6 separate regions of the Mus musculus genome follow, and all the other regions are linked to region 4. A link is a contact called in public Hi-C and HiChIP or PLAC-seq data. All regions are on one chromosome and are shown on one strand. The core of a region is the stretch at or near the end of the contact, and the rest is flanking DNA. Distances in the headings are between cores, read along the strand shown.

What was found. Hi-C and Micro-C count contacts between places; a contact is called where the count stands out from the background. HiChIP or PLAC-seq counts read pairs in DNA pulled down with a chosen protein or histone mark.
Region 1: a contact with region 4 is called in an H3K27ac HiChIP or PLAC-seq map of differentiating embryonic stem cells, with 7 times the contacts expected there. The contact joins the enhancer-like site here to the promoter of 4931406H21Rik in region 4. A contact is called at or near these places in 2 of 484 Hi-C or Micro-C datasets (the C10 cell line and cardiomyocytes), 6 of 115 datasets of contacts at active chromatin or transcription factors (differentiating embryonic stem cells, embryonic basal ganglia, embryonic forebrain and 3 more) and 1 of 9 other capture datasets (embryonic tail).
Region 2: an H3K27ac HiChIP or PLAC-seq map of stem cell-derived neural progenitor cells shows a contact between it and region 4, with 4 times the contacts expected there. The contact joins the enhancer-like site here to the promoter of 4931406H21Rik in region 4. A contact is called at or near these places in 1 of 39 promoter capture datasets (embryonic stem cells), 5 of 115 datasets of contacts at active chromatin or transcription factors (VIP interneurons, astrocytes, embryonic basal ganglia and 2 more) and 1 of 9 other capture datasets (embryonic tail).
Region 3: an H3K27ac HiChIP or PLAC-seq map of differentiating embryonic stem cells shows a contact between it and region 4, with 7 times the contacts expected there. The contact joins the enhancer-like site here to the promoter of 4931406H21Rik in region 4. A contact is called at or near these places in 1 of 39 promoter capture datasets (embryonic stem cells) and 4 of 115 datasets of contacts at active chromatin or transcription factors (differentiating embryonic stem cells, embryonic basal ganglia, embryonic midbrain and 1 more).
Region 5: a contact with region 4 is called in a Hi-C map of uterus, with 3 times the contacts expected there. The contact joins the enhancer-like site here to the promoter of 4931406H21Rik in region 4. A contact is called at or near these places in 1 of 39 promoter capture datasets (embryonic stem cells), 2 of 484 Hi-C or Micro-C datasets (regulatory T cells and uterus), 6 of 115 datasets of contacts at active chromatin or transcription factors (T-cell acute lymphoblastic leukemia, astrocytes, differentiating embryonic stem cells and 2 more) and 2 of 9 other capture datasets (embryonic stem cells and embryonic trunk).
Region 6: a contact with region 4 is called in an H3K4me3 HiChIP or PLAC-seq map of embryonic basal ganglia, with 6 times the contacts expected there. The contact joins the enhancer-like site here to the promoter of 4931406H21Rik in region 4. A contact is called at or near these places in 1 of 39 promoter capture datasets (embryonic stem cells), 4 of 115 datasets of contacts at active chromatin or transcription factors (astrocytes, differentiating embryonic stem cells, embryonic basal ganglia and 1 more) and 1 of 9 other capture datasets (embryonic trunk).

Annotation. Positions count from the first base shown.
Region 1 is chr14:24,642,032-24,645,703 of GRCm38.p6, reverse strand. No RefSeq gene overlaps it. Among named protein-coding and RNA genes, the nearest start is that of Gm31775, 21 kb to the left of the region's middle. Within about 2 kb of position 1,488, at least 25 of the 459 cell types and tissues checked have an H3K27ac peak or open chromatin away from gene starts, as enhancers often do. A contact at or near this core is called in differentiating embryonic stem cells, embryonic forebrain, oligodendrocyte precursor cells and 1 more, where this site is marked.
Region 2 is chr14:24,825,143-24,828,892 of GRCm38.p6, reverse strand. The region is part of intron 2 of Gm32008 (a long non-coding RNA gene); the gene reads right to left. Among named protein-coding and RNA genes, the nearest start is that of Gm31951, 3.3 kb to the left of the region's middle. Within about 2 kb of position 2,207, at least 40 of the 459 cell types and tissues checked have an H3K27ac peak or open chromatin away from gene starts, as enhancers often do. A contact at or near this core is called in stem cell-derived neural progenitor cells, where this site is marked.
Region 3 is chr14:24,599,924-24,603,812 of GRCm38.p6, reverse strand. No RefSeq gene overlaps it. Among named protein-coding and RNA genes, the nearest start is that of 4931403M11Rik, 16 kb to the left of the region's middle. Within about 2 kb of position 1,517, at least 5 of the 459 cell types and tissues checked have an H3K27ac peak or open chromatin away from gene starts, as enhancers often do. A contact at or near this core is called in differentiating embryonic stem cells, where this site is marked.
Region 4 is chr14:25,585,319-25,588,862 of GRCm38.p6, reverse strand. 4931406H21Rik (RIKEN cDNA 4931406H21 gene) reads right to left here and starts at 2,059. Exons shown (of 1, transcript NR_033492.1): 1 at 1-2,059. The region is part of intron 6 of Zmiz1 (zinc finger, MIZ-type containing 1); the gene reads right to left. Gm32497 (a long non-coding RNA gene) reads left to right here. Exons shown (of 4, transcript XR_003951081.1): 4 at 1-3,544. RefSeq lists an enhancer at 407-3,544.
Region 5 is chr14:25,040,520-25,044,532 of GRCm38.p6, reverse strand. No RefSeq gene overlaps it. Among named protein-coding and RNA genes, the nearest start is that of Gm41112, 8.2 kb to the left of the region's middle. Within about 2 kb of position 2,027, at least 27 of the 459 cell types and tissues checked have an H3K27ac peak or open chromatin away from gene starts, as enhancers often do. A contact at or near this core is called in uterus, where this site is marked.
Region 6 is chr14:24,729,465-24,733,557 of GRCm38.p6, reverse strand. All of the region lies in intron 1 of Gm31775 (a long non-coding RNA gene), which reads right to left. Among named protein-coding and RNA genes, the nearest start is that of Gm31838, 50 kb to the left of the region's middle. Within about 2 kb of position 1,412, at least 34 of the 459 cell types and tissues checked have an H3K27ac peak or open chromatin away from gene starts, as enhancers often do. A contact at or near this core is called in embryonic basal ganglia, where this site is marked.

The DNA.
Region 1 (3,672 bases), core at 239-2,738, 940 kb after region 4:
ATGAATGTGTACTGTTGTCATGAGCACAGTCATGTCAAAGATGCCAATATATTCAAGATGACCTCAGCCTCAGAGTAGAACAGAGACACCCCCACCCCTACTACCCAGCCTGTTTGTGTTGAATACCATAAATGTGATGAGCTTCAGGGCTGCTGGTGTGTCTCCATCAGAGTGCATAGCCCACCTAATCCCAGCTTTAGGTGACCTATATGTGCCATATCTCCATTCCCTGTCAGGTCATTCCCTGCCGCAGTCAGGTCAAGTCCAAAGCCATGCAGGTCTTAGCAGGTATGCAAATGCCTACCAACTAGATCAGACGCTCTCCTCAACGGGAGAAGATCCCCTTTGAACATCTGGTCAACTTCTCAGGCACAGATTTATTGCCAAAGAGGAAATCTGTCCAAGACCATACAGCCAACTAGGCAGTAATTTTGGAAACTACCTGAAGGCAGCCATGCTTGTCCCCTAGGGGAGGGTCCTCATCCTTCTGTGTCACTGGACGGGGGCTGTCGTATGCTGCACACACTCATGAGCATGTGTGTGCCGGGGACTAGAAGTCAGTTTTGTATAACTTCCTTTCACAATTCAGAAGCTTGCTGCTTCAGCTAAACTGACTGAGCAGAGTCCCCAGGACCTTCTGTCTCAGCTCCTAGTCCTGAGATTACAGGCACATGCTACGCGCCCATCTTGTTCCATATGTGCTGGGGATTTGAACTTGGGTCCTCATGCTTATGCAGCAAGCACTTTAGTCACTGAGCTATCTCCCCACCATGGCCTCTTGCTTCTTGATGCAAGTCCTAAGTAGAGAGAGATCTGAGTGTAAAACTGCCTTTCTCCTGTGCCCCGTGTTTGCTTTCTACTCGCAGGAGTCCAGTGAGCCTCAGTCCACAACTGCTGGGTACATCTTCAAGGTAGGCAGGGCCAAAGGTAACCACTGAGTCCCCTGAGAGGGGTCCAGGATAATACACCACCAACACTGGGTCAAACCAGCTCTGACTCACAGAGGGAGGCTGATCCAGAAGACGGCAGATCAAGGAAAGCACAACCCCCTGTATACTCAGCCTTAGTTCTGGGGAATCCTTTCAGCCAGAGACTGCTCAGATCTGGGCAGAGGCATAAGCATCCTGACTGTCACCGGGACACACTCAGCCAGCGAGGCCTCCAAGCTTCTGCAACTCCTTGGGCTTCATCCCTCCCTTCTGGAGTTTACAACCTGGGACTTTTTTCTCTCCCAGAGAAGTCTTGATGCACTTTTCTTTCTCACACAGAACCTAATGTCTGGTACATCTAGTCAGAGCTCTAAAGACCGGCCAGCTTACCTCCCTGAGGCACCGAGTGCCTGAGTACACAAAGCCCACAGCAGGTGCTGGCTTGCATCTCATTTGCATATGGTTTGCATATGCTTTCTGACTTCTCACAATACCCAGGGACCGTCCTCTAATCTACAACTCAGAACTTCCTGGCATTTACAGTCCCTGCCAACTGGCACCAGGCACCTCAGTGCTATGGCCTTTTGTTTTCTTAGCTTAGAAAGGGTTTTCAGCAGTACATTAGCTAGCCCAACTCAAAACTTTTCAAAAGAGACCTTCTGGTGTCATGGATCACCTTGCTTAAAATTCCCTGATGACTAGAGTTTGCAAGTTGGTTGCCGAGCGACCCTTTACTCTCCTTCTCTACCTGCAAAACTCCTATGTAGTCCTCAAGGCCCCACTAGAACAAGGACTCCTGTAAAGTCTCTCTCTGTTAACTTCCCACCCCAGTGCTCTGAGCACCATCATCGCCTCTCGGACATATCAGTGGGTAAAGTGCAAACACAAGGACCTGGGTTCAAGTCCCCAAAACCCACTTAAAATGCTGGGTGCAGTAGAACACACCTGTAATCACTGTACTGGGAGGAGACATGATTCCAGGAGCTTCATGGCCACCCTGGCTAGGCTCTAGGTTCAGCAAGGGACTCAGTTGAAACATTAAGGTGTAGAACGATTGAGGACACCCGACTTTAACCTCCAAGTGCACTGCACACAAGAAGGTATCACACAACCCTCACCCCCCCACACACACACACACACCACACACAAAGAGTATGAAGGCAGAGTTATCAAACCATGAATGACATTGTCTTGCCCCTATCTTTCCTTTTAGTGAGTTCACTGAGGAACCATGGGTTGGCCCCATCTTGTCAGAGGATGGAGAGATAGCTGCTTAAGCAATGTTTGATGCATGAAGTCATGATCTTCAGGGTCTTCCTATCCAAGCATTCTGAGTCTCTCACTCTAACAACTAGCTCTGAGTGGGTTAATACTAGTATTCCACTTGTGTTTTTACAATTCAAATTAATAGCCTAGAGCAGAGGACTCCCCAGCAACCCAACTCCAGATGGACAGTCGTTTGCTATGGAATGCCCACCTTTTCCAAAGGAACATCCCAGCCAAAGCCCTGGTCTCTGGACCCACAGGTGATGGAGACCCTGGGTCTGAGCTGCTGTCTGGGAAGCAAATTGACACTCAGAGAAATTTACCACCATCTAATTGGCAGCTCTGGGTACAGTCAAGGGCAGTAGATTAAGTGTTTTCCTGTAAATCAGGTTTATGATTTGCACTGGAGAGGTAATTGTTAAAACTGTTCGTTTTACCCGCAAATAGCAGCTGAAAGAAACCAATTTAGGAGCGACAGATTGGTTTTGATTCTAAATGTAGTGCTAAAACAGTTAATTTTAATAACATCCATTGGACAAGAGTCTGCCTGTTACTTAATACCATAGTCAACAATTTGAAAACTGTGTGTTCAGCTGACACTTCTTTTACCAAAAATTAATCCCAACCCCCACTCCACCCCACCCCATGGGGTCATCTCTCAGCAGGAAGTTGCAGGTTCCTACAGAAGGATTCTGCCTTCTTTCCAACTTTACCAGCCTTGCTGAGCTGTGAGGCCACCAGAAGATCAGCTGTAGGCAAAAACAGAAGGGACCTAGAAGGTTGGAACCACACCACAAGGGCCCCTTGCCAATGTAAGAACAGCCTCTGTAGCAAATGGGATCATGGTGGAGAGTTTCTGCCCACATGCAGATGCCTGCTCCAGTATCTATGGTCAGCCCTTTATTGTCTGGAAGTGTTTCTCGGTCTCTGTCTCTCCAGAGAGATCATTTTTAGACAAAGCTGTGCCTTTACCCAACTCACACACTTTAGAGACACAGGGTCCTCCAACACTAGTGGATGCCCACTGGGATAGTCTTGTCTTCAACTGGCTCCCTTCCCCTCCCCCTCACCATCTCAGGATGCACATATGAGTGTTTCAACATTTAATTGAAGTCTAGTAGTCAGGACTGAGCCTGCTAATTGGTCATTGACTAGCATAAAACCTAAGCATGTGATGGGTGGCTCTCTAGCTCTCAAGATCTTCTAGAAGCCAACAGGATTAGGGGGTCTGTGAACTCGGAGCATCTCTGTCTGTCCTGGACCTGTTTCTAACATGTGTGTATCATGACCTATGACATGGCCTGTCCTTTCCCTGTTACAACTTCAGAGCCCAGACAGAGTCACGGTCGGGTAGTGTCTAGCAAGCGTTTGGTCTCCTGACTCTGAGCAGAGCTGATGCAGACCTGTTACCATCACCACCCCAGCTGTTACTGCAGATGGAGCAGCTGAGCCAGAGAGAGCCTGGAGAGACAGACAC
Region 2 (3,750 bases), core at 958-3,457, 760 kb after region 4:
AGGAATCTGGATGCACAGAGCTCCTGCATGTCACTGAGGTTATCATGTCACTGGCATAGCCTCGCAGCACTGTAGACTAACCGGCTCCCCTCCATATTCCTGGGCCGGTGGAATTGGGCTGTCTCTACTCTTTACTCCCTGAAGGGGTGGACGAGATATTGCAGAGTCCCTGTCCTTGAGGAGGAGTTTCCTTCCTTGAGTTACAATGATTAGCTAATTAAGGGTCAGTTTAGCTTATGAATCACAGATCCGGCACCCAGGTGGCTGCCTATGTCTCCTTGACTCACCCCCCCTAGTCCACCCCTGTGTTGAATCTGAGCTCATTAGGTAGTACTAGGTGCTAAGCAGTAGAATCAACATTGTCTACTCCCCCACTCAGCACCCCCCTCCGAATAATTTAGTTATCACAGTCTGCCTCCATGACCTCTAACTACAGCCCTGTGGTGTTCCCATGTCCCCTAGAGGTGACACGGACAGGGATCCAAAAGTACCTGCATACCCTGTCCCCAAAAGACAGTTTTTTGAGACTCAGTGAGACCACACACCCCCCTTTGCATTCCATGCTGTGGAGAAGAGCTCTCCTTTGTCGTCATTCTGGAAGGATGACTCTCTTGGGGCAAGGTTCTGAGTTGTCACAAACAAGATTGGCAACCCTAAGAGCCATTTATTTATCTCACAATTGCCTAAGCGCCTCTGGTTTAAAAAAAAATTGATTGTGTGACAAAATGTGCCAAACTTATCACTGGCACATCTACTTAACACCACCACTTCTTTGGAGAAGAAACAGGGAAGGAAGGGGTCCTATCCAAATACTCCAGCAAGCCTGGGAATGCTGAATTCATTCTAGCCCCAGCCTGGTTGCTGTCTGGCCCTTGCCATCAGCCCCTGCTATCTTCCCAGACTGGAGACACAAGAGCTCTGCAGCAGACACCCATAGTGGATTAACTAGCTGAGGCCCAGCACCACTGCGGCAGCACTGCAGTCAGGATGAAATAGAGCCCTGGAAAGCCAGCAGAGCCGAGCCCATAAAGCATTTCTCTCAGCCCAGAATTGCCTGGTGCCTGTCACAGGAGGAAATGACTGCCTAGGATACAGCAGACAGAATGGGAGAGGAGAAACTGTGGCTTCTCTTGGCCCCTACTACACACTGGAGGGTTTGGGGAGGGGGAGGGGAGGATCAATGCTAGGCTAGACAGGAGCCAGATGTAGTTTTGTAGATTGCAAGGGCCAGAGAGAGTAATATAGGTCCTATTTGCAGCTGTCTCCGTTAGAGACCTCAGGCACTGGGCACATTTTTGTAGGAGAGCCCCATGGTGCTCTCCTAACAGAAGAGTTAGGACTCTGCTGTACTGATATGTCCATCAAACCTGCCTCCTTGGGGAATGTGGTGCCTTCCAGAGAGAACAATGGGCACTCAGAGGAGGGGGGGTTGTGCGCGTGCGTGCATTTGTACACATGTGCGTGGTCTCCCAGACACCGCCAAAGGAAGAGATCAATTTAGAGAATTAGAGGCCAGCCCACTTTGCATGGCTTCTAGGAAGCATGTTCGGTAAATAAGGATTCAAGAGATGAGATGTTTCATCGTTCAATTAATTTTAGCCTTGGATCTCAGGCGGTGGGGTTGTGGGGAGGGTGCAGAGAGAGTAATCAATACCAAGCATTCAGCTTGCTAACACGAAGCACATTTCATACAAAGCTGGACATTTTTCTCCTTGTCATACAGAATTATCTTAATTATCGTTTCAAGGAAGAGCCTTATATAGCATCATCTAGTAGTCCAGGAGGCGGCTCAGAAACTCGTCACAGGAATAATTTATGATTTTTCTTTCTAACATCTTGGTCTTGTTTGATATGCTTGCCATTTCTCCCTGACAGGGAGGTCGATTAAATCACATTTATATTGTAAACGTATGCATTGCTTTTTACCCAAGGCGCTGGATGAAGAGATACAGGGGCCCCAAGGGAGGGAGAAGCCAATCCACTTTCATATTGCAAATTTCTGCTGTTTGGAAGAAATGAATGGTTGCCAGGGAGAGCTGGGAATTACTTGGGGATGCAAATGTTATTTTAGAACCCTTTGGAGAGGGTTTTTTTTTCTCCCTCCCCCACCTCCTCCAGCATTTTCCCTTCTCAGGCTGTTAATAGAGGCCAGTCTCTAAGCAAAAGCTAACGGAATGCACTTCACGGCAGGCATTCTTGGGGGATTGGCCTGCACCAGATTTCTAGCTGGCCGACCTCAAGCAGGCTGCCTCTTGGCCTGGAGGCGGGGTGGCAGATGCAGAAAGAGAAAGAGAGAGAGAAAAAGGAGCTATTCATATTTTTGCAAAGGCATTGCTTCCTCCCACCTGATGGAGGAGGCCACTCTGGAAGCTGGTGGTTGGGGACATGGGGGAGGGGCTGGTGGTGGGGAGGGAAAGACAGCAAGACGAGGGGAAAGGTCATTAGCAGAGACCAGGAAGAAGTGACGCCAGGCACCATCATTAACCTAACCGAACTAATTAGGAAACATTCAAGTTTTATAAATTATGCAAGACGCTCAATTTATACTTTTTCAAATTCCTACCATAACATAGATAATGAGGGAACATTTACAGTAACAGTGTAACCTAATCAAGAAACCCTTTCATTAGCATGAAATCTTCCAACACGGTGTTTGCGAGCACAACAAACGGAATTATAGATGCCAGGGGAGGCCGGGGCTGGGGGCGGGGAGCTGGATTGTGGGGAGGAGGGGCAGGGGTTGTCTTTTGCTTAAGTGGCAAGGCCCCTAGCTCTTAGAAGTCATCCCCTCCCATCCTCAGCATGAAACGGGGCTCTCTTTGCATTCAGTCTTGCCAAAGGAATGGAAAGGTCTGGAAGGACCTTCTGACTTACTATACTCTAGATGATTTACAACTACCTCCTCTGTCTTGGCCCTCTAATCCTGGGAGACAGATAACTACAGCATAGATCAGCCTTTTCCACAGGCCTGGTTTTTCCCTGCAGAGGTCAGAAGTCAAAGTCTGCTGAGGCTCAGGCTCCATGAATGCAGATAGATGCCGTCCACTGCTATAACTTTGCCTGATGGTTCCGAGTTCACCACTGGTAGATGGAATACAGTGAGCACGGTCCAAGAGCTACTGGGGAATCCCAAGACTCAAAGAGATTCTGACATATCACCCGATTCCCAGATCAGTAAAACCAGCTGGAACCCACAAGAGAAATCCATACCAATAGGGCATGATGGTAAGTGCCTGTTATCATACCAATGGGAAGATAGAGGAAGGAAGACTGGGAGTTTCAGTATCAGCCTTGTCTACATTTCATGGTTGAGATCAGCCTGGGCTATATGAGAGCCCATCCCGAGGGAAACACCTTGCCTGCTAAAAAATGAAGAACCCTTTTGAGGCCTTGGGGAAGGGGTAAAACCTTTGGTCTCTTCTGCTGCTGGCTTCTCTGTACCAGTGGTTGAACAGAGGTCCCTACTATTTAGTGTAGTCTGCTATCAAAACACAACCATAGATTGTATTTCAAGAATGTGATTTATTTCCCGCAATGCCAGTGACCAGAAATCTAACATCAAGGTGATGCTGAGTAGACTTTGTTCCCAGGCTAATATACTTGTCTCAGGCTGTGTGCTGTGTAGTCACAGGAACGCTTCTTTGTATAACCTTTTGTTATGAAATTACCAGTCCATCCAGAGGTCTCCCCTGAGACCTTACCTAACCCAAATTTACCTTATGAAAGCCCCATATTCAATTATGATCTCAC
Region 3 (3,889 bases), core at 268-2,767, 980 kb after region 4:
TGTGGTGTACAGCCTAGAAAATGTGGCAAGATAGCCAAGGAGACAGTGAATGTCCTCAGCTAACATTTCAGCAGGAGGCAGTTCTTCCCACATTACAGATGAACAAGCCAAGCTGGTAGTTTGAATGAAAACCACTCCCCGTAGGTTTGGGTATTGAATCACTGAGTGCCTGGTTGGTGGTGCTGTTTGGGAAGGTTTAAGAGGTGTGGCTTTGCTGGGATGCATATTTCACTGGAAGGGGAGGGGCTTTGAGAATTTGAAGCCCAGCTCACCTTCAGTTTTCTCTCTTCCTCACGCTTGTGGTTAGAGATGTAAGCTCTCATCTTTTTGCTCCTCCCACCATGCCTGCCATTTGCTGACATGCTTCCTTACCATGGTGGACTCTTATCTCTCTGGAACCAGAAGCCGAAAAAAACTCATCCTTCTGTAAGTCATTTCTGGTAATCATGTTTATCCCAACAGCCAAAAATTAATATATTGAGGCTCCCCCCGGTTATATGAACAGCCTGAGTTGCTTAGCTACCAGGCCAGAGATCAAGGGCCTATCAATCACACATTGTGTCAAACTGCATAGGCTCTGGGGACCGTCCAATTAGAGGTGGTGGATAGAACTCAGCTCAGTTGAGATTTGCTAAGCATCTTCGAAGTGCTAGTGTGATCCCAGCAAGTGATGGGGATGGGAGAGGGGTATCTGGTGGTGATAGTTGCTGATCCCTGCCCTGGGGGAGCCTGAGTCACAGCAGGAGGTGACATGTGGCTGTTGGAACTGCTCTCTCCCACTCTCCACACGATCACATTCTGTACTTCATTGTAAAATACCAATGACTGGAGAAACCAGAGAGGGCTTTTCAGGAAAGGTAGCACTTGAGTCTTGTGTTAAGAAGCTGGATTCCTGCAGGTAGGGGGTAAGCTAAATAAGGGGCCAGACAACTGCACATTTGGCATGATAACCATACTCTACCAAAAGGAACCCTGATTTTAATATTGTGATGTTAGTATATGCTCAGGGAGTCCAGGGAGTGGCACTTTTACTAGGTGTGGCCTTATATAAGTAGGTGTGTCACTGTGGGCATGGGCTTTAAGACTTTCATCCTAGCTGCCTGGAAGCCAGTCTTCCACTAGCATCCTTCAGATGAAGATGTAGAACTCTCAGCTCTGTCTGCACCATGCCTGCTTGGATGCTACCATGTTCCCACCTTGATGATAATGGACTGAACTTCTGAACCTGTAAGCCAGCCCCAATTAAATGTTGTCCTTTATAAGACTTGACTTGGTCAGGGTGTCTGCTCATAGCAGTAAAACCCTGACTAAGACAAGCATCTACAACCTGAGTCCATGTCCTTACCTACTGTACCTTTGGACAAACTCCTGCTCTTCTTGGCACCTGCTTCCTCACTGAGAATATGGAGATCACGCTGAGGGTGTCATGTTCCAGACCCATCAGGAGGTTGAGTTAGGGGCTGATTGGAAAAGCACTGGCTCATCATGGTTGCTATGGCTACACACAGGGCAACAACAGGAGTCACATTCCCAGCTGCGAGCCCCCATGATGAGGCAGCAGCTATGGCTTCAGCAACGCAGGTGGGTTGTGCCCCCCACTTGCTTTGCACCACAGAGCACATGAGACACACGGAAGCGAGAGAACCCACAGCTACCGGGTAGGACCCAGAGGGGGGAAATAAAGCGTAGGCAAAGGTGATGTGTACCCCAAGCACTGTGAGGACTGAACCCTAGGGGTGCAGGAGTCACAGTGGGTCACAGCTGTGTCTCCTAAATATAGCCCAGACTTCAGCTCCCCATGGAGTTGGGGAGTCTGAGCTGGCTTTCAGGGGAAGCTCCAAAAATAAAGCTACCAGCCGGCCTCGAATTCTCCTTGCATGCTCAGGGCCCACAGGTTGAATCTGCACCTGGTGGCCAGGAGGAGAGGGTGGAACATAGGGCTGGGCTGTAGGTTGCTTTCTGAGGATACCTGGTCCTCTCGACAGAAGAGAGTGGATGAGTGAATTCAGTGTCCTGACTTCAGTTGAGCCAGGAAGCATCTGGATTTGGTGACATGTTGTTAGATATCCCCGTTCACCTGAAGGAACTAGCCTTACCGATTTGTAGATAAAGGCATGGAGGCTGCTTGGTGCAGCGATGCGATTTAGCCAGGGTCAGAGGAAGAATAATCAGTAAGGTTAAACATCACTGAGTCTTTCCAGTCATGTTCAATTATTTTTTTAATGTTTATGTTACCTAAATGTAATTATGGGTTTCATCATGACATTTTCACACATACATGATGTCTTTGATCATAACTGCCACCACCGCATGCTCTCTTTCCCCTCCCACTTCTGCTGATTACCTTCCTCTTCCCACAACTGCCCCCTTCCCTATTCTACTTGGACTCAGTAAGTTTTGCTCCAATTGCTTACAGGACCATGGTACCTTACTTGTGGCTATATCTCTGAAGAAAACGACTCGATTTCCTTAGCAACCACTGCCTACCTATAGATCTTCAGGAAGGGGTGGGACCATGTGGGTCCCTCCTGTCTCCATGACAAAATGCCGATGGCCCAATCTCTCCCACATCACGCACACTGACCACTGTGGCTGTGACAGTTCCAAGTAGCCTGCCTCATGCTCAGGCTCCCTCCTCCTCGCCACCTGTCCTCTGCACTGTTCTTTGAGCCTCAGAGGAGTTGATACAGATGTGTCACACAGATCCTTATTTGCAGCTTTTCACGCAGTTGTGTGTCTTTGTAGTTAGTGCTGCCCGGTGCATAAAAAGAAGCTCCTCTGACCAAAGGAAACAGCAGTGTCAATCTCTGGGGATAAACTTAGAAGCCATTTTGACAGCAGCCAGTGCACTCTTACACAACAAGATTGCCACTATCCTCTTTCATAGCCTTCACCACTCTATTCCCACTCCCACCAGAGCCCAATGCCATTCCTGTCTTCTATAGTCTGCCATAAGAGAGGTGTAGAGCCCCCCAAGGCAAGAGATGGTGGGTGTCTACTCTGTCTCTCTACTCAGCTTCTAGAATAATGCCAGGGCAGCTAATCAGTTTTTGTTGACTACCAAACTCCTCCCTTTGTCTTATATCCCACCTCCAATCCATAACAAATCCGACAGGCTCTGCCCTCACTATATGTCCGGAATACTTACTGCAATGACTAACATAAAAAGACTGACCATTCGAGGTGTTGGGGAAGAGATAGGGAAGAAGAGTCTCATGTGCTGCTCAAAAAGTGCTAAAAAGTTAGTTGCCCTGAAAAACAGCATGGGACAGCTGATCATGGTGCTAAACCCATCCCTATTATAGGACTCAGCCAAATATAGCTAGCCATCATCCAAGGGACTAAAGAGCAGATATCTGCATAAAGAAAAGTTCAGGGAAGCTTGAGATGTGATCTCTCTCATCTGGAAGCAACCCATATGTTCATTAGCTATGCTGTGTCCATATCATGAAGTACGATGGCATGAACCATTGACACAACTGATGCATGAGTCCCACAGTGACAATGCTGAATAAAGGAGACAGGGAAGTTCATGATCTGTGATTTAATCCATACAAAACTCTAGAAATTCATATGTGTGTGAATTATATATTATATACATATGTGAATATATAATATATTATAATATATCATATATATTAATATATATAATATATGCAGAAATAAGACCAATGACTGCCTGGGACACAGAGGGAATGGGAAGCAAGGATTGGTGTGCATGAGCAGGTGGGAGGGTACCAAGAACTAAGGTATGGTGGAAATGCTCATCACCTTGGGTGTGGGGTGACATTATAGATAAATGCATACATTATACTCATTAAGTATGCACTTTAGGTGTGGCCTCTTTATGTTGATTAGACATCAGCAAAGTTGACTTCTAAAATGCAGT
Region 4 (3,544 bases), core at 810-3,309:
GTGCTTATTTTCTGTGCCTAGTGTACTCAAGGGCAGCTTCTGTACCTGACAACTCTAAAACTAACTAACTAACTAACTAACTAACTAACTAACTAACTCTCTCTCTCTTTCACACACACGCATACACACACACTTACATGCTTTCTCCCTGTCTCTGCTACCTCTGTCTCTGTCTCTCTCTCTCACTCTCTCACACACACATTCCTAAATAAATAAAAACAATCTGCTCAGTCTATATAGTGCTACTTATACAGATGTTTTGAGGGCTGACCACTTAGTGTTGGACGGCCATTCGGTATGCTCTTCCTTGGTAAGCTGGTTGGTGTTTTTAAAAGGTTAACCTGACGACATCCCAGGCATTCCCACATGGCCCTTGTTTTTAGTGGCCACTGTGGCCATGGAGAAACTCAGCCCTTTCCCTGAGTGCAATGCTCTTCCCACATCTGCCTGCTTTCTAACACAGCTCTGCCTCTTCTCCAAAGTGAGGTTTTAATACCCTGGGGATCATCCAACTGCCCTCCCCCCAGTTCCTTAGCCTGGGAATGCTGGGCCCACAAGTTTCCTCCCACTGGTCCTCTTTGTTGAAGAGCAGAGCAAGGTTACAGGAGCCCATGGCACAGCCCTCAGCGAGATGGGAGTTGGGGGAACCAGGGTCATTGCCCCAGTCTTCCTGGGTCACTCAGGAGGAGGGATAGCTTCCTGGGGCCCAAACTGGACTCGCTTTCAAGCAAATTCTGTCACTAGCACTGAGAACTATAGGGCTGGAGTCTGTCTGTCCCTCTCAGAGCCTCGATTTCCTCCTCTGTAAATGGGTGTGCTAACAACAGAGCCCCAGTGACCTCTCCCATGGCACAGAGAACACAGGTTTTGGCCACAACACATATCTGATGGTTAGTCAGTTCCCACAGGCTGGCAGTAAAATCCAGAGCCATTTCCATGGGATCTGGCCTGGGAGGGGCGAAGGCCCGGCAGAAGGAAGGAAGCCAAGCCCTCCCCCACAGCCCAGCTCTGCAGAGTTCACATGGGGGTGGGGGTGGGGATGGTGTCCAGGAGGAAGTCTGTCCCTGGCCTTGAGAAGGTGCCCCAGCCTGCCAGGCAGGCTGGTGTTTCAAGGACAAGGCCTTGCCTTCCTGCTATCTCTGGGGGAACTGGCAGCCACTAACAAATCCCCTGCAATCTGCACCCACCAATCCTGCCTGCTCGCTGGGCAGCCAAGAGCCGTTTTTCACGGGGAGCTGCACACAGCTTTGTCTTAGAGAGACAGCTCTGGCGGGTGCCCCTGAATGGGGCTATTTGTCCTCCATGCTGAAGGGAAGGCAGCTGAATGCTCTGTTGGGGTGGGCAGAGGCAGAGAGGGTGGAGAAAGGCTATGGGGGAGGGTGAAGGTAGAGATAGCAGCCACGACACTATGAGAGACCAGAAGTGCTGTCCACCACGGAGGTGTCTCAGAGTCACCATGCAGCTCGGTGAGTGCAAAAAAAAATCTTGTTTCCACAGCAATGGGACACTGGTATATGACCGGCCTTCCCTGGTGTAAAGAGCCCTGGCTGGTAGAAGTTGAAATGACCTGACTGGTTTTGGGTGCCTTTGTCCCATCCCAGCCCCACGACAAATTAACTACGGGGCTGCCACACTAGTGCCGTAGAAGGCCCCATTCCAGCCCCTATCCCTGAACTGAGAGCTCTAGAGTGAGACCCAGTATCTCTTAAGAGCCTCTTCCACAGATCACAGGCAGAGAGAGGCAAGGCATGTCTCAGTGTCTCCACTAAGACCAGCTGACATCTGACAGGCACATGACTCATTAGGGAAACAGAGCAGGCATGCATCTGGGGACTTAAAGCCAGCAAGCGACATTATTTCCACTCCCGTTCTGGGACCTGGGCTGCTGTACTGGAAGGTGTGCTTAGAACAGAGGTCAGAGGTCAGAGAACCCAGTAGACTTTACCCATCTTGGGGATGCAGACCCAAGGTTTCCATTCAAAGGATGCAGAACATCTGCGTGATGGTGCTACTCCACGAAGAGCAAGTAAGTGCACATAACTAACAGGCATGTCCTAAAACCACACAGCAGTCCCACGTCCACAGCCAGCTCTGGGCAGCCTGGCTGTGTTAAGATTGGCAAACACCCTCTGCCTGTCCCCACTTGAATCATTCCTCTGCCTCCTGTGGTCCCTTCTCCAAAAGCTTGCTGGTGCCTGTCAGGATGGCCTGGGTATTCTTGATGCCTCCCACAGTAGCTGGGTGCCTATTCTACCAATAGTCCCTTTAAACCACCCAAGCATCCAAGCATTGGCTATGCCAGGGAGAAAAAAGAAGACAAAAAAAAAAAAAAAAGCAGCTGGCACCCCCACCTGTGCCCCAGCCCCATTATGGATAGCTTGGGGCGCATCTTCCTTTCCTTTGGTCCCTGGGCTGCTTACCTTCTGGGCTCTGACATTCTCTATTCTGCTATTTCAACATGTGCTGGCTGCTCAGAGGGTCAGCTGAGGCTACATAGATCTATTCAAGCATAGACACCAGCGGAGGCATGCAGGCAACTCTTGGGGACCCTCGGACATGGCGACTGCCTGGTTTCTCGCTCCCATGTAGGCTGAACAGAAGGCTGAACCACTGAGTGAGCGCCCAAGAGGCTGACATTACAGTACAGCCTGCCAAGTTACTCTGGGCTGGCATGCGGTGGTGGAGGGGGCTGATGGGCATTGCTACAGCCTTGGAGGAGAGCCTGGGATGTGTCAGGTGCTGGGGGCTGGGCAGGTGACCTTCTATCTAGGAAGGGGTGGGGGGTGTGGGAGGGTGCAGCCGGCCCCTCAGGAGCCTCAAGATGAGGATGCAAGTGCATGTGCGCATGCGTGCTCCTGCTCCCGTGCGCGCAGAGGCTAAAGGCTGCAGCAGAACAAAGAGTTGGGGGCTGGGCATCAGAGGGCCCCACGTGGAGGCGGCTGCCTGGGCGGCTTGCTGTAGTGTCTGGGCTGTGCTCAGCTCTGCATTCCGTCTCTGTCTCTCTCATTTTCGTGCCATACAGTGCTGCCCCCAGGCCTGAGCCTGCTCACCGTCACCACCCTGCTCACTGCCACAACCACGCACACAGCCCAACTCTTTGGTAGCATTCTTGACAAAGCATCTCCCCTCACAACATGATCTCATTGCAGGGCCTTCTCAGGCCCCAGCCTGGCCTCCTGACAGGCGAGACAGAAGGCAGAAGGGTGGGAGAGGCGCCCATAGATGCAGCTAGTTGCGCGTGCACACACTGCTCAGCCATTCCGTAACAGTCATACACCACCCCCAGAACCCACACACATCTGTGAACACCTATAGGTCTCTGTGCACTGAAACCCCTCCACCATCACAGGACTCCTCAGGTACATGTGTTCATACTCAACAGTCAGACATACCAGGCATGAGCATACACGAGTATGCAAACAGACAGACAGACATGTGCATGTGCATGACATACAGCCACACACACAGAGATGCAGACCTTGTACACACATACCCATACAGTCAGACATACCAGGCATGAACATATATGATCATGCAAACACAC
Region 5 (4,013 bases), core at 778-3,277, 540 kb after region 4:
GGAGAAAGGTAGCTAGGCACATTGGTCTGCCACGCAATGCTCCATGCCCCACCCTGGTTCATGCCCCATGTTACTTCACAGCCCACACTGCAGCACACCCTTCATTGCTTTAAGTTTCACTCGGCGTCATGCTCCACGTGGCTTCATGGTCCACACGGCGTCTTGCCACACAGTGCTGAACGCCCCTCATCACTTTGTGCCATACGGTGCTTCACGCAACTCAGGGCGTCATGTCCCACACTGACTGCTTCATGACTCATGCTGCTTCCCACCCCACACAGCTGCATGTCACACACCATTTCGTGTGAGATGCCGCCTTACAAATCTGCTGTTTCTCTCGTCCATCTCCCTTCAGGAACCAGGGCTCTAAGAGATGCAAGGACCCATTTTCCCCTGCTTCTCATTTACTGTGTGACCTTGGCCAGTTATCTGGGGTCTCTGGGTTTTACACTTGTCATTTCTGCAAAGGAGAGTGTGCCAAATGACCTCTAGATGACCTTTCAGAAGAGGCAACTTCATCATACTGTATGAGGCTCTAGAAGGGACCAACTGTTTGCTTTTTTAACTTATTTATAGGTTGGCAGTCTTCAATCACTTCTGTAACTCTTGTGAGGATCAGACTTTTTGTCTGTAAGATGGAGAAACTATCTCCTGAATCGGAGTGAGTATGAATTAAAACTTCATATGGAATTCACTGAAAACAGCTCTCAGAGCATGGAGGGTGTTCAATACACATTGAAGTCTTGGTTATCACCGCTTAGATTCTATTTTAAGTAGCCTCCTCCAAAATGGACCCCAGTTCTCCTTCCCCCCCTAGTATTCAGCCACTGTACAATGCTCTCCCTTGAGCGTATGCTGGACCCAGCAACTTGTTTCTAACAAACCAAATACAGAACTATATAGGAGTACCATACTAAAGATCATGTTATTAAAAAGTGTATATGGTCCATCTTAGGCACACTCATTGCTCATGATGAAAGAAACCTTCTACAGCGAGGTCTGTGCAGCCACAGAGAAGGACTTTCAGGGCAACAGTTAGAGAGGAACTGAGCCCTTTGTCCAACAAGCTCCTCAATAGGCCCTTGCAAAAACCTCCATGCATGGGAGAGGAGAGGGGAGGACCTGCCTCAGTCAGGCCATCAGATGCACCACAGCCTCGTTCCTGACTTTGTGCATCCAGAGATCCCATGAGACGATGCACACTTGTTGTTCTGATCTCTGTGCTTGGAGTCATTTGTTACGCAGCTCATTTCTTTCCTCATGATGTACAAAGACTAAATGGGTACTTGGTGAGCTAAGAGGTTATTGCACATGTGAGATGGTCTCAGCCTGACCTTCATGGGTGTCCTTGCTAGAAGGATGACAAGGACATTAGTGGTCTCACTTTTTTAAGGTTCTGGCTACTCAGCCCTTCCCAGATAGAGAAAGCAGAGGCAAGTGCCTTTGTCTGCGTTGTCAATTGCTCTGTTCCCAGACCATCCCCTAGTGTCTGCATGAGGGATGTACTCAGATGGAGAAAGTGGTGAAGGCTGACCTGGAGGGACCAGAGGCAACTGGCAAGAACCTGCTATGTAGATCAGAAAGCTGTCCCACTGGAGTTGGGCAGGTGGCATGCTCAGCTCCTGGGCCACTCCAGCTTCCTGGCTCTGGCTCTCACTCCGGCTTCAGGGAATGAAAGAGGCAGGGTCTGTGACTTCTCTGAGTTCCCAGATTCTGGTCAAATTTCAGGAAACTTCAGAAGAATAGGGTCTGAGGTCTGCTTCAAACACAGCAGGAAAGAGAACTTACAGACTGTTGTTGTTTTTTTCTTTTTTAAGTTTGTATTTTGGTTTTATTTTTGTAACACTGAAGAAGCCCTGAAGTTGCACGATCCTCTACTTTAAAAGGAGTTGTGGGAAGGTGGGGGAGCAGGGTGAGGAATCTTACAAAGCTGAAACCTTCTGGTGCTTGTTAAAAACAACAGAACAGCCATCTCCCCTCCCCTCAGGGCTGGCTGGCTTGACCCTCCGCTCTCCAGAATCTCTGGTTTTATTTTATAATCTGACTCGGCTGCAAACTCTGCAGCTATGCAGCTGACTTTTTACAGCCACGGCTGGGGAATGACTTCATCTTGGTGAATTTATGGGTCACGGCAGAGGATGGAGCAGAGGAACCTGGAGGGGGGGGGGAGTTTGCAGCCTATCCTGCCCCACCTTGGGTGATGATTTTCCCAGTCATGGCCTTGCAGAGCCAGCTCTTGCCCTGCTGTGGTGTTACGAGTTGGGGTGTCGCGCCAGAATCCCCTGACGATGTCTGACATGGTTGTGAACTCTCAGTAGAGCACAGGAGCTGGAAAGTGAGCCTTAGGGGTGGCCCAGCACATTCCAAAACCAAGAAAAGAGTCCAGGGCACCTGAGAGGCGTTTCTACTCTCAGGCATGGGGTTGGTTGGGCTTGGGGACATATGTTGCTCCAGAGACAGTGTGTTGGCAATGTTTGCCCCTAGGCTGACAGGGACTGGACTGGCACCAATCTCTCAGCTGCCATCTTTCCCCCTCCTGCCTTCTTAAAACACGGCTCCCGGAGCAAGTGCTGCCCTTCCTGCCTCTAGCTTCTCCCCAGATGTTTCCTGAGTTCTATCGCTCCTTGGCTAGCACAGCAACTCCCAGAAGTCTTGACAACCTGCCACTCAGGGTCATGGAGTCTGCTTTGATGATGGCCTGAAGATAGGTGGTCTAGGTATATATGCTAACCTTGAGAACTACCACGCCTAGAATCTGTTCACCTTCCTGCTACTCTCTGTCTGCCCTCTGCCCCAAATACATGACACAGAGTTAACACTTAGAGACACTTTGAACCAGGAGATATTTCTGAAATTCATGGGATAAACTACCCTCGGCCACAGTACCCCACTCCATGCTCGTGTGCATACATGTGTGTGTGTGTGTGTGTGTGTGTGTGTGTGTGTGTGAGAGAGAGAGAGAGAGAGAGAGAGAGAGAGAGAGAGAGAGAGAGAGAGAGAGGTGTGTGATGTCTGTATATATGTATATTGTAGCCTGAGAGCCTTGACTCTTCCTGAGCTGGACTGTGGACAGTTGAGGCTCAGAATCAAGCCGAAAGCTTCACCATCCCTGAGCCCTGCGATTTGGGGACACCACCGCATGCCCTGAGATATAGCTATTTCCATCTGATGGCACATGAAATAACCTTTCTGTCATCCCACGAGTGGATGACAAAGGCAGGTGGGGTTGACTGGGAAGACTCTGAAGCTGGGGATGACCCCGATTCTTTCCCACAACTCACTGTGAGACAAGTCTTGGGACAAGCAGTAGGGGGCAAGCCACAGTCCTCACCCTCCATGTTCTTGCAGACAAGGAGGCAAGGCAGCCAGGAAGACTCCAACTCCCTGGCTTGGTGGAGGTTTCACTACACAAATGCAGACAGGCCTTGCAGGGGCTGGAGATGTGACTCAGTGCTTGAGAGCATTTGCTGCTCTTACACAGGACCCACGTGGTGCTTTCCAACCATATCTAACTATGCTTCCAGGGGATCTGACACTCTCTCTGATCTCCTCAGGTACCAGGCATGTGCGTGGTACACAGACATGTGTGTAGGCAAATTCTTATGCAAGCAGTCAGTAAATCTAACAAAAATTTAAAAAGTTAAAAACGGTCTTGCTGACTGATATCTGAACTGAACTTGGACAAAGAAGTTTTCAGATAGACACGGCAAAAGACAAAAGTGTGATTTGGAAGGAGAGTGACTATTATGGTCTGGATGTGTTCATAAAAGTTCACACGTTGGAAACTTGCCCCCACACTCACAATCTATATATTTGGTTGTGGGCTTTGGGGAAGTGCCTGGGATTAGGTTAGGTCATCAGGATGGGGACTCCATTTTTGTATTGGTGGCTCTATAAAATGAGGATGAGAGGCTTGGGCTAGCACATTTACTCTAATTATGTGATAGTCTCTGCTTCATTTTGATATCACTGCTCTTTCGTTTTTACCGTCTCTAGAACCATGAGCTAAATAA
Region 6 (4,093 bases), core at 163-2,662, 850 kb after region 4:
GAGCTAGGATGAGTCACCATAAGCTGTAAGAAGATCTCAGCACTGGGCCAGCCAGGACCAAAACAGATGACTGTCCCAGTCCTAATTATGGGCTCTAACGAGAAAACGGCAAAATGGTATCCATCTTGTTCAGTTTTTGTCTCTAGACGTGGGCTGACAGGCTGGTGCAGCGTAAGTAGACTGAGAGAAGGGAGAACAGTTGAGAACACTTGCTTGCCTTTGCCAAGGACCCAGGCTTGGTTCCCAGCCCATACATCAGTGGCTCACAACCTCCTGTAACTCCAGCTCCAGGGGATCCAACACCCTCTCCTGACCTCCACAGACACCTGCTTGCATGTAACACGCATACATGCAACCAGACACACATGCATACACATGAAATAAAATAAGTCATTTTTTAAACGAGTGAACAAAGTGGATGGGAAGAAGCCAGTGTCTCTCAGCTTTGACACTGTTGGGTTTAGGGGTGAATAACTACGAGCTGTAGGGGTGTCCTGGGTGGCAACATCTGGGTCTCTGAGGCCCTCCAGATGCAAATGTTCATCTTCTATGCTATCACATCCAAAATTGCCCCCAGGACCCTCTCTCACATGTAAAACAAAATCCTAAGCTTATGTCACTAACTGAAAGAGGAACCCCAATATTTATCTATATGTCCAGTGGGCAGGGGTTGTCCCAGCACCAGAAGCTCGGAAGGGCAGAAAGGATGCTGAGCAGCTTCGGAGCTCTGTGATGAGAGGGGAGAATGGAGTTGGCGTTGGGTTGGCCTGGTGGTGGTGGTGGTGTTGGAGTAACGTTAACAGCAGACCACAGACCACAGGGCAGGCATGACTGAGAAGGTGAGAGGAGATTCAGACCAGACACCAGCCAGGGACAAAATAAAATAAAATAAAAGCCCAAGGCTCGGTAGATTGAACAACAGAAATCCCCATGCAGTTCTTGGATTCTTTGACAGGTGGCCTTGCAAAGCTGCCCCCTCTCTCAGCTTTGAGGCCAGCTCCGTGAAGTGTATTCTCCCACCCAGGAGGGCTGTGGATCAAGGTGGTCTTAGCAGATCTTCTCGGATGAATTAGCTGGTGACATTGAAGCTATAAATCAGCTTTCTTATTATCACACACACACACACACACACACACACACACACACACGTGTGTGTGTGTGCACTTCCCTACACTGATTTGTTTGTTTCTGAAAAATCCTTTCCACCCACACTGAGCTGGGATTACAAGAGATAGGACTGACTCAGCCATTTCCCTGTCTCTAGCATAAAAAGCTCTAAAAAGAATAATTTAAGCTTCTCTGGAGTGAGGTCATTTAATGAATCTTCTCAATGCTAAGAGGTTTTATATGCCTTTTTAAAAACCCTCCCCCAAGCACAGGGCTATGATATTACCTTGGAGAGCCAAGAGATGGAGTGATACACGTATGCACAGCACACTGGGAGGAAGGAGGTGGTTTCCTTGGCAACAACATCCATGTTCTGGCTTCCCTTGGCTAAATTGGAATATATTGAAATATCTGCTTTGGGCGCCCCTCTCCCTCTCTCTCTCGAAGGGAAATGAGTGGTTTTCCTATTCCATAAGCCTGCAGCTGGGGAGAGATGTTCTGTGAGTTTGATGCATCTGAATGGGGCTAAGCAGCCTGAAGGCTGGCAAAAGTCCTCAGCTTGGCTTTGCAAAACCCAAGCCATACTTCTTTGAGCCAAGGGGAGAAGAAAAAAGAAGCAAAGGAGGCCTTACCCTTCTAGTCCAGACGAAAGCCTTACCCTTCTGGTCCATCTTAGGCTGCCTGCATACCTGCCTCTCTGGTGTGTTTCTGGGCAAACCCAACTTTACAGCCTCCAAAATCTGTGTACTATGTCTGCAATGGACAGAGGCTGGAAGGAAAACAGTGGTCTTCAGATCAGATCTGTTCACATCCTTGCCATAGGAACACAGCTACATACCCAAAGCAGGGTACCCACACAGAGAGGATGATAGTGTCATGTCTGTGGACTTGAGTCTTCGGCCTGACTTAGCATAAGTTCTGTGAACTCTATAACCTCAGTTCCTTTTCTGTAAGGTAGATGCAGGCATTCTTCCTCCAAGGGTCAGATAAGGTGAGCTGTACAATCCCTGGCCCCTTGGAGACATTTCATTCTGTTTTCTTCCTCGTGTCAAGAAGTAAACAACATTCTATATCTTTCCAATAAGGGAGATTTACCAGAAGGAAGAGAGTGTCTTGGAGAGCAGGAGAAACTTCACCCCAAGAGCCCACGTCTCTTTATTTGCATAGCTTTGTTCATAGGGTGCTATTATAGAGCTCAGATGGCCAGACTGGGAAGAGTTTGAATAGAACAGAGAACAGATTCAGGTATAACTTGAGAGCCAGCCACCAGCCTCAGAGGGAGGGGGACAGGACAGGACAGGGCCAGACAGGAGAATGGATAGGAACATTAGCCTTCAGCAGGGCCAAGGAGGACTAACAATTAGAAGTCAAAGTTTGTCGAGGAGGCCAGCTGTGTGTCCCTGGGACATGGCCTAGAACATGGTTTGTTCTCTCCAAGACTCAGGTTGAATATTTTTAAATTTTTAATTGCAACTATTTTGTATGGGAGGTGATGATATGTGTCAGGGTGGGGTGTGGGTAGGGGTGGGTGTACATGCCAGAGTATGTGTGTGGAGGTCAGAGGACAATATTAGAAAAGTAGTTCTCTCCTTCCATCATGGTCAACTCAGGTCATAAGTCTTGGCAGCAAGTACCTTTACCCAACGAGCCATCTTGCTTGCTCCAAGACATTAGAATTTGATTGTCATCACAGCAGTATTACCTACTTTTCACTCCCAGGACAATCTTCCTAGAGCCTCTGTTAAAATTGATTCAAACATACCAGGACCCAGGATTCCTACATGAAATCCAGATTCCAAAATTAGTCCTAGAGAGGTTGTGGATAGGACTTCATCTCAGTTCGTTTCCCAATATGAGTATATAAAAGCTTGGAGGAAAATTCTCTGAGCTGTGTTTGTGGTCTGCAGAGTAACCACCCTTTCCTCCAGTCAGAGGGTGGCAATGTGGAAAGATGTATGGATCGGCAGCAGCTTGTGAAGTCCTACCACCCGTGTGTTGGTAGTTTCTAATTCTGTGTCCTTTGGCCATCTGTGAAAAACAGATTTGCTACATAGCAGAAGCTCCAAGCAATGGTTCTCAACCTGTGTGCCATGACCCCTTAGGAGGTCTGTATTAGTCAGGGTTCTCTAGAGTCACAGAACTTATAGATAGTCTATATATAGCAAGGGAATTTGTTATGATGACTTATAGTATGTAGTTCAACTCCCCAACAATGATCAGCTGTGAATGGGAAGTCCAAGAATCTACTAGTTGCTCAGTCCCATGAGGCTAGTTATTTCAGCTGGTCTTCAGTAGAAGTAGATTCCAATAGATGTGTTGGCAAGTAAGTGCAAGCAGGTGAAAAATAACAAGTCCTCCTTCTTCCAAAGTCCTTATGTAGGTCTCCAGAAGAAGGTATGGCCCAGATTAAAAGTGTGTACCACCACACTGGGACCTGGGACTTGTTTTGTCCCAGGCTGACCTTGAACTCAGAGATCTCCCTGCCTCAGTCTCCTGGGATTACAGGCATGTACTACCTCACCTGGGCCTAAGCTTTTCATGGCCACTATGCCTCAAGATCTCCATGATCTTGAGGCATAGATCCAAGAGCTCCCAGATCCAGGTCAGAAACTTTTATCTCCCAGCCTCAAGATCTGGATCACAGATGAGCCCTCCAATTCTGGATTGTAGTTCATCCTATATATACTCAGGTTGACAACCAGGAATAGCCATTACAGGGTTAAAGGACCTTTTCACGGGGACCACCTAAAACCATTGGGAAACACAGCTATTTACGTTACAATTCATAACAATAACAAAACTAAGGTTATGATGTATCAACACAAATAACTTCATGGTCAGGGTCACCATAACCTGAGGAACTATATTAAAGGTTAGGAAGGTTGAGAACCACTGTTCTAGATAAAGTTGAAAGAAAACTACACACATGGTATTATCCCAAAATTCTTTTACAAAAATTGGCCACTTGTAAGTCTTCAGGAGGAAG